2 separate regions of the Pan troglodytes genome follow, and region 1 is linked to region 2. The links are chromatin contacts, called in public Hi-C maps. All regions are on one chromosome and are shown on one strand. The core of a region is the stretch at or near the end of the contact, and the rest is flanking DNA. Distances in the headings are between cores, read along the strand shown.

Evidence for each region. Hi-C and Micro-C count contacts between places; a contact is called where the count stands out from the background.
Region 1: a contact with region 2 is called in a Hi-C map of induced pluripotent stem cells, with 1.6 times the contacts expected there. The contact joins the enhancer-like site here to the promoter of EPHB1 in region 2. A contact is called at or near these places in 1 of 7 Hi-C or Micro-C datasets (induced pluripotent stem cells) and 1 of 1 datasets of contacts at active chromatin or transcription factors (stem cell-derived excitatory neurons).

Annotation. Positions count from the first base shown.
Region 1 is chr2:138,701,260-138,708,288 of NHGRI_mPanTro3-v2.0_pri, reverse strand. LOC107970778 (a long non-coding RNA gene) reads left to right here. Exons shown (of 4, transcript XR_001713648.4): 4 at 2,853-3,204. Among named protein-coding and RNA genes, the nearest start is that of PPP2R3A, 500 kb to the left of the region's middle. Within about 2 kb of position 5,093, at least 2 of the 24 cell types and tissues checked have an H3K27ac peak or open chromatin away from gene starts, as enhancers often do. A contact at or near this core is called in induced pluripotent stem cells, where this site is marked.
Region 2 is chr2:138,031,940-138,038,687 of NHGRI_mPanTro3-v2.0_pri, reverse strand. EPHB1 (EPH receptor B1) reads right to left here and starts at 2,157. Exons shown (of 16, transcript XM_001151617.7): 1 at 1,728-2,157. The coding sequence starts at 1,785.

The DNA.
Region 1 (7,029 bases), core at 3,844-6,343, 670 kb before region 2:
TTATCCCCATATCCAGTCCATTTGCAAGTTCTGTAGAGTCTGTCTACCTGTCTTCATCTCCAGGGTCACTTCCTGAATTCACGCACCTTTCATTTTGCACCTACATTTCTGCAAGAACCTGTGACTGGTCACTGTGCCTCAGAGCTCAACCTTTCTAGCTTCTCCTCCTCACTGCTCACCAAGTGATTATTCTAAGATGTAATTCTGGTGGGCTCACTGCTCAGTTAAAAGCACTTTGATGGTCCTTCAATACCTGATAAGATAAAACTCAAAGTCCTTGTAGTCACATGTAGGGAACTTCATAATCTGGATCCTTTATTATCTGACCCCAGACTCCCTCTTTCCCTCTTACATTGCTCTGGCTGCACAGAATCACCAGGTTCCCTGAAAACACTGTCCCCTTTCACACCACTGTGCTCATTCATACTGTTCATTCGAACTGGCATTTCCTTCTCCCACTCCTCTTGCCACATACCTAGAAAACTCTACATCCTTCTGGACCTTGCTCAGGTGACATTTTTTGTGTGTGTGTCACATGGTTTCTTACCTCTACAACATCAGATAGCTGGAAGTTACTGGAGACTTAGCAACTAGAGAGAGAAATAATAAATCAGCTGTAATTGTTATATTCAATTTGTTTTATTTCCTTCTGTTTTCCCCCATGCCCATTTACACACACACACATATACTCACACACATTTATAACTATAACTTACATGCGGTTTTGTACTTTGCTTCTTTCACTTAACACAGTATCAACAAAGCATTATTAAAAGTGATTTAAGTGAGGTGATGCAAATGTTCTACATTGTCATTGTGATGGTGCTTAAGTGACCATATACATTTGTTAAAATTTGATTGTATTGTGCAGTTAACATGTGTGAATTTTTATGGATCATCAATTTTTCCTTAATAAAGTTGATACAAACTTTCAAGTATGCAAAAATCTATAGTTTAAAATGTTAACTAGTAACATGGAACCTGTTGTAGATTTTTGAGCTAATCTTGTTTCCTCTTTTGTGATCTCTCTGTGCACATTAGTTTTGTCTTTTTATATGCAGCTATTGGTTTGTGTGCCTACTTCTGCTACACTGTGAGTTCCTGTTTATTCACCTTTGTATTCCCCAAGGACATGACCAGGGCCTAACTCAGAGTATATGCTCTGTAAATGTTCCATCCGTTCAATAAAAAACTAGTTATTGCAACAAATTTTAAACATTATTAGCTCAGTAATCATTAAAGAATCTGACATATGTTGCTGCTCACTTTTGTGAGTTTGGTGGGTGCCTGTTCCTTGCAGGTTCTGTTCCTGTCTTGGTGGGAATCTATAAGAATAATAAATTTTATTTTACTTCGTAAAAACTTACATAACGTCTGTTCTAAGGGCTTTATAAATATTAATTTAATCCTCAAAGTGGCCCTGGAGGATAGTTAATATTACTGTTATCCCCATTTTACAGAAGAGTCAATAAAGGAGGCACATAGATGTTTAGAACTTGCCCCAGTTTGCACATTGAGTAAGTAGAGGAGCCAGGATTTGGAATGAGGCATTCCAGCTTCAAGGTCTAGGCTCTTCTCCACTCTACTTGGGCATAGGATGAACCCATGTTGTGAAGTTTGTCCTAGAGGAGTTCCTCTGGAGACACATATCTGTGCCTCTTCCTGGAAGTGCCTGCCATGGTCACCTCCTGCTTTCATGTACCTCATCCTCCTGCTTTCTGCTTTCACGGCATTGGCTGCCCTCACCCTCCCTGGTCTCTGGCCTCTAGCCCTCACTTCTGTGGCCCAGATTTTTGAGACCTTGCCTCTTCCATGTGAAATTGGGGTGTGAGTTTCAGGGTATTCTCTGGCTTGCCTCAACCTGCCTCAAAAGGTGACCCTAGTTGGCATAGTCAACCTTCCACAGACTGGCTGTCTTCCTGAGTCTATTCCTGGCGCATGGGGTCAGATGGTGTTGCTGACCATTGAAGGTCTGTGATCTCATTACCCACTGCTAAGCAGACCTGCCCCGGAGTGGGTAACAGCAGGAACCGCCAGGCCAGATTGATGACAGGACTGTCTTCATGGGGACCCGGGCAGAAGAAAGGCATCACCCTCCTCCTCACCTACAACACCCCAGGAGAATACACACAACAAAGCTTACAGACCTCTAACTAGGGAGAGAGTGAGGATGGAAGGTATGGTTGAGGCTGTTCACTTCAGCATCCTGTGGTTGGGAGGAGGCTGTTAAGAGCACACTGGGAACAATCTGTCTAAGGGAGGATAATACAATGTTCATGTTCTTCTCTTAGCCAAAGATTTCACATTCATTAAAAATGATACCCAACCCTTTTTCTCTCAGTGCAAGCATTAGCCACCTCCCCTGCCAGATTGAGAGTGTTTGTATGTTTGGGAATGAGTGGGTGTTGGGAGGAGGCTGACAGCATAGATTCGACAATCTCCTGGTGTAATAATGGAGCGGGCGGATTCAATGACGCCCAATTCAAATTAGTCACAAGGAAATGCATGATCATCAGTGTGCCAGCACTAGGGAATTCCTCCTATTTAGTGAAATAAAGTGTCACAAACAACAGCTAAGAGAGAATTGTGTGTTTCCACTTGTGGGAGTGCTGATTTTTAAATTTTTTTTCTGGAAAAGGATTATAGAAACATAAAACAAAAATATTTCGACTTGAAAAATACTTCCTAATTATATGTCATAAAATAATTAGGTCATGGCAAATTAGCACAAATGTTTACAGCAAAATTGCCATGTAAAACATTATCGGTAATATTATGCTAATTGCTGCAGAAGCAAAAGCTGATTATGTTTCGGCAGCGTTAAAATTTGCCACGTCTGCATTTCTCTCCAGCATCACCAGTTTTCCATGAGAGCACCAAGCCTGTGATTTCAGTAGAAGCTTAACTGCTCGTCTTTGAGGCACCAAATCTGAAAAGCGATCTTCCTGAAGACCATGCTAAGGCAAGAACATCCATATAAGGGAGAATTCCTGAAAGTGTTCTAACACTTCAGTGGAAACTCATCAATGCTCTGTACCCAGAATAATCCCATTTCGGAGGGGGCATGGATGGGGCAGATGCATGATGTGCCCTGAGGAGCAGAGGAAACATGGGCTTGGGTTGTGAAGGATCTCAGAGAAGCTCTCCTGGACTGGCCCAAATGTCTCAAACTTTAATGTGCACATAAATCTATTAAAATGCAGCTTCCACTTCAACACATCTGGAGTGAGACCAGGTATTCTGCATTTTTAACAAACTCTGGTGTATGTCTGGAGTGCTGCTGGTCCATGGACCGCATGTTGAATAGCAAGGCCCTGGAGGAAATCTTGTCCAAGGTTGCAAATTCAAATGTCTTGGGGACCAGGTAGGCAATGAAGAATGACAGAGATGGGAGTAAGACAATTTGGAATGGCAGAACCTGTGAGGAAATGGAGGACAAGCAAGTCCATTAAAGGTATCCAAAAGCATTGGAAGAAAGAGAGGGAGGGAGCAGGCGGAGAAGGGAGGCTTTTTTCTGCAATGCTGCAGAAAAGCCTTTTAGCCTAGAGGGATGGAGCCCTGGGTTAGACTTCATGTTGGGGGTTCTTTGGTCCTGCTCTAGCCAGGCATCTGGGACCCTATGTATTGTCCTGTGTTCCGTCACTTTAACCCTGCCTGAAGTCCCTGAGTCTTGTCCTCGGGGTCCAGAGGGCTTCAGTTTTTAGTTATTTAGACTATTGATACTTACATTGGGTTTATCATTTAGTGAGTCCCCACTCTGTGACATGGACTACACTCAGGTGTTCATAGGAATGATTTCATTTCATCCTCACAACAATAGTAGATCGTCTTACTGTGCCCATTTTACAGATGAGGAAACTGAGACATGGAAAGGATAGGCAATTTGTTCAAAGTCTCATAGACAGAGCCAGGGCTGAAATCCTGTGTCTCTAACTCTAAATCATGCCTGTGTCACCATGAAAGTCTGCTTCCCCTTAATTCTCACCCATGAGACCGGCAAGTGCCACAATGCTGTGTCTGTCCTCCTTATAGTCCCAGTGTGTGGTGCAGTGCCTGGTGCTAAATATTTGTTAACGTTGCATGAGTCTTATTTTATATTGGTGGCTTCCTTCTCCAAGAGTAACTCCCAACATCTTGCAAAAGGCAGGTCTTTGTGAGAAAAGATGTTTCATTTCCCAAGATCAGTCCCCTCAACATATGCTGCTGTGTAGAGTTCCCAGAAGGGCGAGGGCTTGCGGAGCGAGGCTCCTGCCCACCACCTTCTCTCATGTTTGCATTTTGAGCATAAGATTCACAAAGTACAGTCCAACTGCTTCACATTATTTTCTTCTGCTCAGAATAATAACCCTCTCGATTATGTTATTCTTTTTTATTATTTATTGTGTGCCCTGGGGAATTTTCATTTTAACCAAGACATTGGTTCAATTGCAAACTGGCAAAGAATGATTTGTAAGGAGATCAGTGTTGGGAGCTTATTAAAACATGTATTTAGGGGATGGTTTGGAAATAGGAAAAGGAAATCTCTCAGGAGAGGAGATATTTTCCGGAGTTGAAAAGAAATTATGGAATATGAGGGAGGGAAAAGAAGAGGACAGGGGAGGAATATTTAAGAAATAAAATTGATAGCAAAATAGGAGGTACATGGAGGAAAAAAATCTAAAGTCATAGCTAGGAAAATAAACAAAACTCCTCAGAAATAAAATATAAATTTGACTTCATTTAAAAGAGAATGAAAAATGTACCCCTCCATCTTGCAAGCTCTCAAATGAGTTTGAGCCCTCAGCTGGATTATTCAGATGTTTTATCTGAAGAACTATTGAAATTCCTGGGAGGGGGCTTCATCCTTACTCTAGAAGTGCAGGGGTTAACCAAGAGCCTCCTGGACCCAGAGACGCCTGCGACGCCCCTCCCAGAGTGAGTGGTCTGGGCACACGGACTGCTCCGGAGCCTGGCTGGACACCTCTGGAAGAAGAGCTGTGTTGTGTCGGCTTTGCAGAAACCACTCCCGTTCCTCCTCCAGGGCCCTGTCAATGTCAGTGGTGCCTCTTGGAGTTGTGCCACATGGTGGCCCTGTCCCCCTTCCCAGGGATCCTCCTGAGCTGACAGGGCAGCTCCCTTCTCTGGGAGGCTTCCTGCTCCCCTCCTGTTTGCTGGGCATCCATTCCTGCGCCGTTGCTCCCCAGGCCTCTAATGGCCTCCATGGAGCATCTTTATTGTGCAGGCGTGATTTATGGGGGCCGGCCAGATGCAGCCAGGCCCAGAGTGCCTCTGCAGGGGCTTTCCCACCCCGGTGTGCTCAAGAGGAGGAGTTAAGGAAGGATGTTTTCACACAGGGAGCAGAAGAGCTTGTTACAAAAGGCTCCAAGCGTTTCGATTCTCATCAGTGAATTCAGAGGCCCTGTGTCAGGCTGCTGGGGGACTGACAGCCGACCGCTGCCCAGCCTCTCAGAGGCAGTTAACAGCAGTCAAGCCTGAGACAACAAACAGCAATTTGTTTTCTTCAGACCTCTGTTTCTGAAATGAGGAAGGCTGAATTTCCTGAATTCTTGGGCTTCCATGGAGAAATTAATTCAGCAATGAAGTCTGGGAGTCTGAGATGCATGTTTTTATTATGCCATTTTAAACAAGAAGGGTGCCAGGTACCATCTTCTTGTTCTCTCTTGGGGGGTGAGGGGTGTTTTCAGCATTGCTTTCAGTACCTCACATAATCCCTTCCCCAACACATGTATACACACGTGCACACACAGTGACACCCACCCCCAAACACACTAGGGTCCTCTGCTGTTGTCTCTACTCACCTCACTCAGTCCAGGAGCAGCCTGGTCATCTTCACTGTTGGGCAATGTGGCCTTTCCTCCACCTTCCAAATGCCTGAGTTTGTGTGCCCAGTCCTCACATTCCCTGCTTTTACATCCCTTGCCAGCACAGGAGCAAAAGTGAGCATGTGCGTTATTAACTTTGTGGTAGGCAACATAATATTCCCCCAAAGACATCCACATCTTAATCTCCAGAATCTGCGCATATGTTGTCTTACATGGCAACAGGGACTTTGCAGCTGTGATTAAATTAGGGATCTTGAGATGGGGAGATTATCCTGGATTATCTGGGTAGGCTGAATGTAATCTCAAGGGTCATGATAAGAGGGAGGAAGGAGGGCCAGAGTGAGAGCTGATATGACAACAGAAGTGGAGGCCAGAGCAATGCGGGGCCACAAGTCAAGGAATGCGGGTGCCTTGAGAAGCTGGAAAAGGCTGAAGGAAAACTCCCTGCTGACACCATGATTTTCATCCAGTGCCACCCGGTTCAGACTTCTGACCTCCAAAGCCATGATGTTTGTGGGAATTTGTTAGAACTGCAATAGGGAACTAGTACAACCTGGGGCAAGGCCAACATGACAGGCAAAGGAAATCCTCCTTTTCTGTCTTTGAGCCAGCAGGACATCGCATCTGTATCAGCTCGCAGCATCTAGGCGGTGGTAGGGGCAGGCAGCAGGAATAGGTGGGGCTCAGTCTTGTGTCATGAGGCTCTAAGAGCTGGGGAAGACTGGATGTCAGGTTGTAGAACTGTGGCAGAAAGCTAGTGAAGTTTTAAATTTAAAACTTGCTGGATTCAGGGTTCAGGGCTAAACAATTACTAACAGCCCTGAACCCAGGGAGTGGGAGGCAGCCTGTATAGGCTAATGGAGGAAGCATGGCCCAGGCAGGCAAGCTGGGGACGGGCAAACGGGAAAATGTGACACTTTCAGACCTTCATTTTTCTACTGCTATATAGTTTCCATGCCTGGCTGATGACCAGAATTATTTGCGGTACCTGATAAAAGTATAGATTTGAGGTCCCATCCTGAGGCACTTGAGGAACTCAATCACCGGCACGGTCTTCAGTAATTTTGTTGCACCAGGTATGGTATCTTGTACCCTCCTAGTCCCAGCCATGTGGATGGGTCCCTATGGCTGAGTCCCTGCCTCAAATTTTCATTCTTCCTGGCAGTCATCCACTCCCACCCCAGCCACAGCACCCCATTGAATGGCA
Region 2 (6,748 bases), core at 908-3,407:
TCCAGTCTGGAATTGCCCTTGCAAATGCGCTCACCCTGGCTTTCCTGCCCGGTTTGGGGGTATATATCCCCTTGAATTTCCAATTTCAACTGCTCCCACACGTGTCTCTCAATAAGTCAAACCCAGGCATCCCTGCGCCAGGGTGTTGACGGCACTCCACACGGCTCCAGTCTTCTCCTGCACGTTCCAAAAAGCAAACCCCTCCTTGCTCCCCTCCCTACAAAGCCCAGCAGTCCCTGAGGGCAGCAGGAGACTGAGGGCAGACAAAAAGCCACCTTCGGAAAAGCAAGCGAGAGCTTTCTAGGCATTAATCGCCGCACCCCCACGCCGCCACCAGAACAAACGTGGGATGCTGTGGTCTTCGCCAAAAGGGAAGGGAATCTTAGCCGCGCCTCAGGGCCCGGAATGCCCCTCCAGCTTCACTTCCAGAAGGGCAGAGCTTTCCGGAATGGCGGGGGGCACCAAACCATCGTGTTTGGGGGAGTTTCCACTGGGCAACCGGTCACAGTTTCGCGAGGAACGAGTAACAAGCGGAGCGAGCTCCCAGATGGGAACGCTGCGCGGTCGCCAAGAGCTGCTCCTCCCCGGCTTGGAGTCCCCCAGAGGAGTCCCACCCGGAGCAGGACACCGGAAAGTGGGGCTGCTAGCCGGACTGCGGCAGCGCATCACCCCTAGAGTTGGTTTTCTCCCGACAACTCCAACTCCGCTCTCCCGCGGAGCTGTGTTCCCAGGAAGCTGCCGCGGCCGCTGCTAGGCTGCAAAGAACAGGGGCGGGGGAAGGGGCGGGAGGCGGGGAGCTGGGCCGGGATTTCCCACAGGGATTCGCGAGCGCTACCGAGCGCCCAGGCTCCCCGCCGCGCCGGGCACGGTGTCTTTGGAGCGCGCTTTCCCAGCCACCAAGCCGGAGGCACCGCCAAGTCTGAGCTGGCAGAGAGTGACGCTGCCCGACGACTCCCGGCCGCCGAGTATCCTCTCCGGGGTGGTGGAGAGGCTGGGAGACTTTAGGTAGGACCGACCACTCACCCCAGCCCACTCCTGTTCCAAGGCTCAAGAGGCGAAAAGGGTTTCCACCTCTCCCCGACTGACCCTGGAAACGTGCAGTCCCACAGGCGCCCGGACCACCAGACTGGTCCCCAAGGGTACGGCCAATGAACTCCACCCCTCTCCTTCGGCGGCCACTTGCGGGATACCACGGCAGAGCTTCTCCGGCCCCCGCGCGCAGTGCTTGCACGCCAAGCAGAGTCCACTAGCCCGTGGACTGCGAGCTGGGGAAAAGGAGGTGGCGCGCGGCTGCTCAGAAGCGTATCCGTGCCTGGGAGCAGACGGGCGCCAGTACTCCAGGAGCCGGATGGCCAGAGGCACCCCTTTCTCCCCAACGCCCAGCTCTGGCTCTGCCCCAGAGCTAAGGAGCATGCACCGCAATGCAGCGGGCTCCGAGCTCTCCGAGCGGGGGCTGCGGGAGACCGAGGCTACTAGGGAGTGCCGGGGCGAGGAAGCCGGGGGACTCGCGAGCCAGTTTCGGGCGCTAAGAGCCAGCCGGGGGCGCTCTGGTGGGTGCCGCCCAAGCCCCGCGCTCGGCAGCGGCCGAGGCTCCCAAACCTCCTCGCCCTCGGGTCCCGGGATGCCTGCACCGCAAAGCAGCCAGAGGAACCCCGCGAACCGCGGAGCACAGCAGTCCCGAGGCGGCCGGCACCAGCAGCCAACTTGCTCCGTGGAGGGTACGTTACCTTCCATCGCAGCCACTGCGGATGCCAGGAGGAGCAGTAGCAGATAATCCAGGGCCATCGCCGGCCGGCGGCCCCCAGGCCGAGACCAAGCCGAGGCAGCAGCGCCGGGAGAGCGCCGCGTCCCAGGGCGCCGCTGCGCTCTCCGCGGGTGGCTTCTCGGTATCCTTTCGCGCTCTCGCCCGGACCGGACTTCCCGGAGCGCTGCGTGGGCGTGGGCAGGAGTGTGTGCGCGTGGGGCGGTGCGGGCGCGCGTGGGTGTGGGTGTGCATGTGTGTGTGTGTGTTTATGGGAGAGGTGGGTGTGTGCGTGCGTGTGTGAGAGAGAGAGGGCGAGGGAGAACGAGCCTGGGAGAGCGCGCGAGAGCGAGTGCGTCCTGGTGTCACATTGCTAGCTACAGCGGAGCCTACGGGAGGACGGAGCCGGCCAGACTGACGCGGGAGGGAGCGGGATCCCCCACCATCAGCTCTCTCCCCACCCCTAACACCTCCTGTCCAATCAAGGAATCAAACCTGCAAAATTCCCCCGGCCAATCAGGCGCGAGCACCTCCTTACACTGGCATTGTTAGTTTAAGAAAAACTTTTGCTTGCAAGGCTGTGCGGGAGGGCTCGGAAGGCGCTAGGAGGGGTCCGGGCTCCCCCTCGTGGTGCTCTCGGAGAACCGCAGCGGCCCGCCCAACTCACCCTGTCCCCACATAGGGGGCCCAGCGAAGGAGCTGGGGAGGCCTCGTGCCCTTACATCCCACCCAGGACTGGATCCGCTTTAAATGATCAAATGAGCCTTCGTTCATCTTCTCTGTGACAAGAGCACCCTGCCTACCCTGTTTAGAGCAACTCCAGGGGCGCACCCGTGCCTCTCCTCCAGAGCTCTTCACTCTCTAGCATGGGTTGGTATTTACTAATCGATTTTGTTTATCGTGGGGTCTCCCCCTTATTAAAATGGGGTCACCATTTTCGGATTCTTGCCTATTTTGTTCACTACAGAATCCACAGTTCACAGAACAGTGCCTGGCCTGTGGGAGGCATAGTACATGTCCGTCGAAAGAATGAATACTGTTCAGATAACCTGTGGGCACTTGCTCCAGGGTCCACAGGGAACCGGACTTGCTTCCTGTCCAACGTTTCCCAGCTCTTTTTCTGCAGAAGCCTCTGGTTGCCTTTAGTGTTCACTTCCCAGTGCATTGTGAACTTCCACAGAGGGCCCTGACCCCAGAGGACAGCTCAGCGTGGGGAGACCAGGAGTCACACAGTCAGCTATAAAACAGAAGAGCCTGCAAGAGGGCTCTCCCAGGCCGGTGCAAGGCGAGGTGCACTGTTGCTGTGGGCCAGGCCTTCAGTGTGGGTGGGAAGGACTTAGGCAGCAACTGGGGATGCAGCCTTGGAGATAGGAGCAATTCTCCCAGGCTCAGCTCTCACAGCTACACTTTATCTTCCTGTTTCTGGAGATGGTCAAGGGTTCTAAATCAGAAACTCACCTTGAGGCTGTTATATGTTATGCTGGAGATGTGTCCTTCCCTCCTCTCCCGCCCCCCCTACATACCTGATGATAGTCTGGTCCTACAGGGTCAGGGATGACCCGTTAGGTTCCCCACCCCTCCTCCTACGCCTCTCACCTTGGAGGCACCAATCCTTTCCCCTGGTCTGTTAATGAGCTAACAGTGGGCAGATGCGATATTTCCCTTTGGGATGACTCTCCTTTCTGGGCTTTTCAGTTCCCCACACCCCCCACCTCTGCGTGTCTAGTCTCTCCTTTGCTGGGACTGCTTCCTCTCCACCACAGCCAGACTCAAGTCCCCCAATCCTGACAATTCTTTCCTTCCCTGGCTCTGACTCAGGCTGCCTTCCTCCTCCCCTCCCCTCCCTCCTACCCCACCTCTGTGCCTGAAGGGAAGATGTCATCAGCCTCCACCTTCTCATCATCCACCTTAATGCCATGTTAGCTGCCCTCTACGCCTCCACACCACCAGCTGTGTCGTGATGTCCCTGGAGCCACCTGATGTCACCCTGGGCAACAACCTGCTCCTAGTTAGCTGTCATCCTCCTGCACTGTCAGCACCTGCTGACATTGGTGTCCAGTAGATCTTTTGGGGCTCTGGCCCCAGTTTCCATGGTCCTGCTTCTCCTCCTACCCGTCTTGCCACTTCTTACTGTTCCCTCTGTTACCTCTTCAGCTTTCAAGAGAGGTATCCCCCAAATTCCATCCTTGGAGTTCGTCCTCCTGGGGTACATGGGCAACTCCTTGGCAGCTTCACTTGCTTTTTTACCCCCAGCCATCCCCTCATGGATGGACAGGTGGATGGATGGATGGGTGAGTTTCACACTCTTCCCTCCCCCTTTCACTATATCACAGTCACTTGGTAGGCATGTCTGGCAAAGCCCCCGCTCTGCCATGTCCTCCTCCTTATGCCCTTGTCCTATGCCTATGCATCTGACCCAGTGTAAACCCATACTACCTTCCCCTGGACAACTGGAGAGTCTCTGAATGACAGTCCAGCTTCCCTCCCTCCCCTTAATCCCTCCAAACTCTGCTGCCAAACTCATCCTTCTCAAGCCAACCTTGATATTATCTCTTCCCTGCATAGCAACCTAGTGGCTCCTCACTGTCTGCTGAAGAGAGACTGACCACTCTAGCATGACATTCAGACTGCTTTGTAAGCTCTCTGAAACCTGCCTTCTCAGCCCAGGCCCTGCTGGTCTTTCTCTGGGCCTAGGGTATCCTCTTGCCATCTCCACAACCACACCCAGGCCAGTCATGTGCTCACCCACGTATTCAGGCAGGCCCTGTTCTAGCTGTGGGAACACAGTAGACAGCCCTTCTCTGAGGGGTCTTACCATGTGCTGGAAGGGTGGCAATAATAAGCAAATAGGCAGTGGCATGTCAGGTGCTGAGGAGAGCTCTGAAGAATCACAAAGCAGGAAGCAGCAAGAGAGTGACAGCGGCTAGTTAGACATGCTGGGAAGACCTTCTGTTTACTGAGCACCTTCCGCCACAAGCACTGTACTGGATGTTTACTTGCACAACTAAAATGAGTTGAATTGAATTTCCTGACCTCTATTCCTACCCAAATCCCACCTCTCCCAGGAAGCCTTTTCTTCTGTCCCTCTTCCTGATACCCTCATGTTATATTTCTGTGGGTACTGAATGGCTCTGTCAGACATGGCTGAAGGTATAAATGACCATTATCCAACTAACTGCAGAATGTCACACCTGGGAGTGCGCTTGGAGCCCACCAAGTACAGGGATTTCAAGTAGAACCCAGCTAGGGACTTTGAACTTGTGCCAGGATAAATACAGCAACATCACCAACTAGGCCTTCTAAAAATACTGATCCCTAGGCCTGTCAGTAGGGATGAGGTAGGCCCGTGATATGGTTTGGCTGTGTCCACACACAAATCTCATCTTGAATTGTAGCTTCCATAATTCCCAGTGTCGTAAGCGGGACCTGGTGGAAGGTAATTGAATCACGGGGTGGGGTGGGGGGTTCCCATGCTATTCTTGTGATAGTGAATAAGTCTCATGAGATCTGATGGTTTGATAAAGGGGAGGTCCCCCCTGCACACACACACACGCTCTCTCTTGCTTGCTGCCATGTGAGATGTGTCTTGCTTCCCCTTTGCTTTCCGTCATGATTGTGAGGCCTCCCCAGCCATGTGGAACTGTGAGTCAATTAAACCTCTTTCGTTTATAAATTACCCAGTCCCAGGTATATCTGTATTAGCAGCATAAGAACAGACTAATACAGCCCATGAATGTGATTTCATATCCTCCCCTCCCCAATTGACTCTGCTGCATGATGAGGCTTGGAAGCTGCTGTTCTTGGTCCAAGAGCTTACAACTGCCCTGAGGCCTCCTCAGGGGATGCTCATGAAAGTGGCCAAGGAATTGGGGCTTCAGACCTCACCTCTGCTCCAGTAGCTTTTTTATCTTTTTTACTGGGCATCTATATCAGGTTTTTTTTTTTTTTTTTGAAGGAACTGTTCTTCAGCAGGAAAAGAAGGAGGGTGGGGAAGAGTAAGAGGAATTCAAGGAGAGGATTTGGTTGGGTGGTGTAGGGAACATTAACTCATTGATGACTTCTAGAACATGCTGATGGCTCAGGCAAGAATAGTGTCAGTTTAGGGCTGCTTGTTAATTTCCCTAATAACTCAAGGTATTGACTTTTCTTGAGCAAGTTAAATATTAATTTAGCTTTGCAGAACATTGATCTTTCTCTAGCAATGGGTTATGATTTGTAAATATCCCTGAAGGCACCATTGGTTTGGGATTCCAAGCCTGGGTGCCTCTTTTCCCCTAGAGCATCTCCTTGGCAATTTTTTTTCTGTCTGATGTCAAATCCTCACTTATTTTCTTGATTAATCACTCAGCTATTTGATATCACTAAATCACTCCTTCAAAGTGACAGATGCTTGCTGCTAAGACCAGCAGCTGAGGGCTCTCAGGCACCCAAGGGTGACTGAACTCTTTTGCTAAGACTCAGAGGCCCATCTGACTAGAAGGCTTTGGGGCAGTCAACCAGTTCACTCCCTACCTCTAAACAGTTTTGTGTCTAAATGTTTGGAAATCATTTCTAGTGAAAGCAATTGCACAATTTCCCTTGATAATTCTACCCAATATAAAGCTATTCTATTAGAATTTTCCTCCTCACTTATAACCCACATCATATGTGTGTGTGTATATATATATGTGTGTGTGTGTGTATGTGTGTATATATGTATAGATATATAAAACCTTCTTTCATTCACTACTTATTAGTGGAAAAGGTACACAAATAGCATCCATCCTGTGTATGTCACTTGCATATCTTGTACATGAGAAGATTTTGTTGCCCCATCCTATCCTTTCCCTTTGAAATACTGCTTTACCGCATAAATAAAAGGTTCAGTTACACACTCCATGACCCAGGTGACCTTTAATTAGATTCTTAAGCTGCAGGACATATTTTCATCAATTATTTTTTGAGAGGCAGGTGGAACCTTTAAGATTTATTTGAAACACTTTAATATGGGTAACAGGCAAATAACAA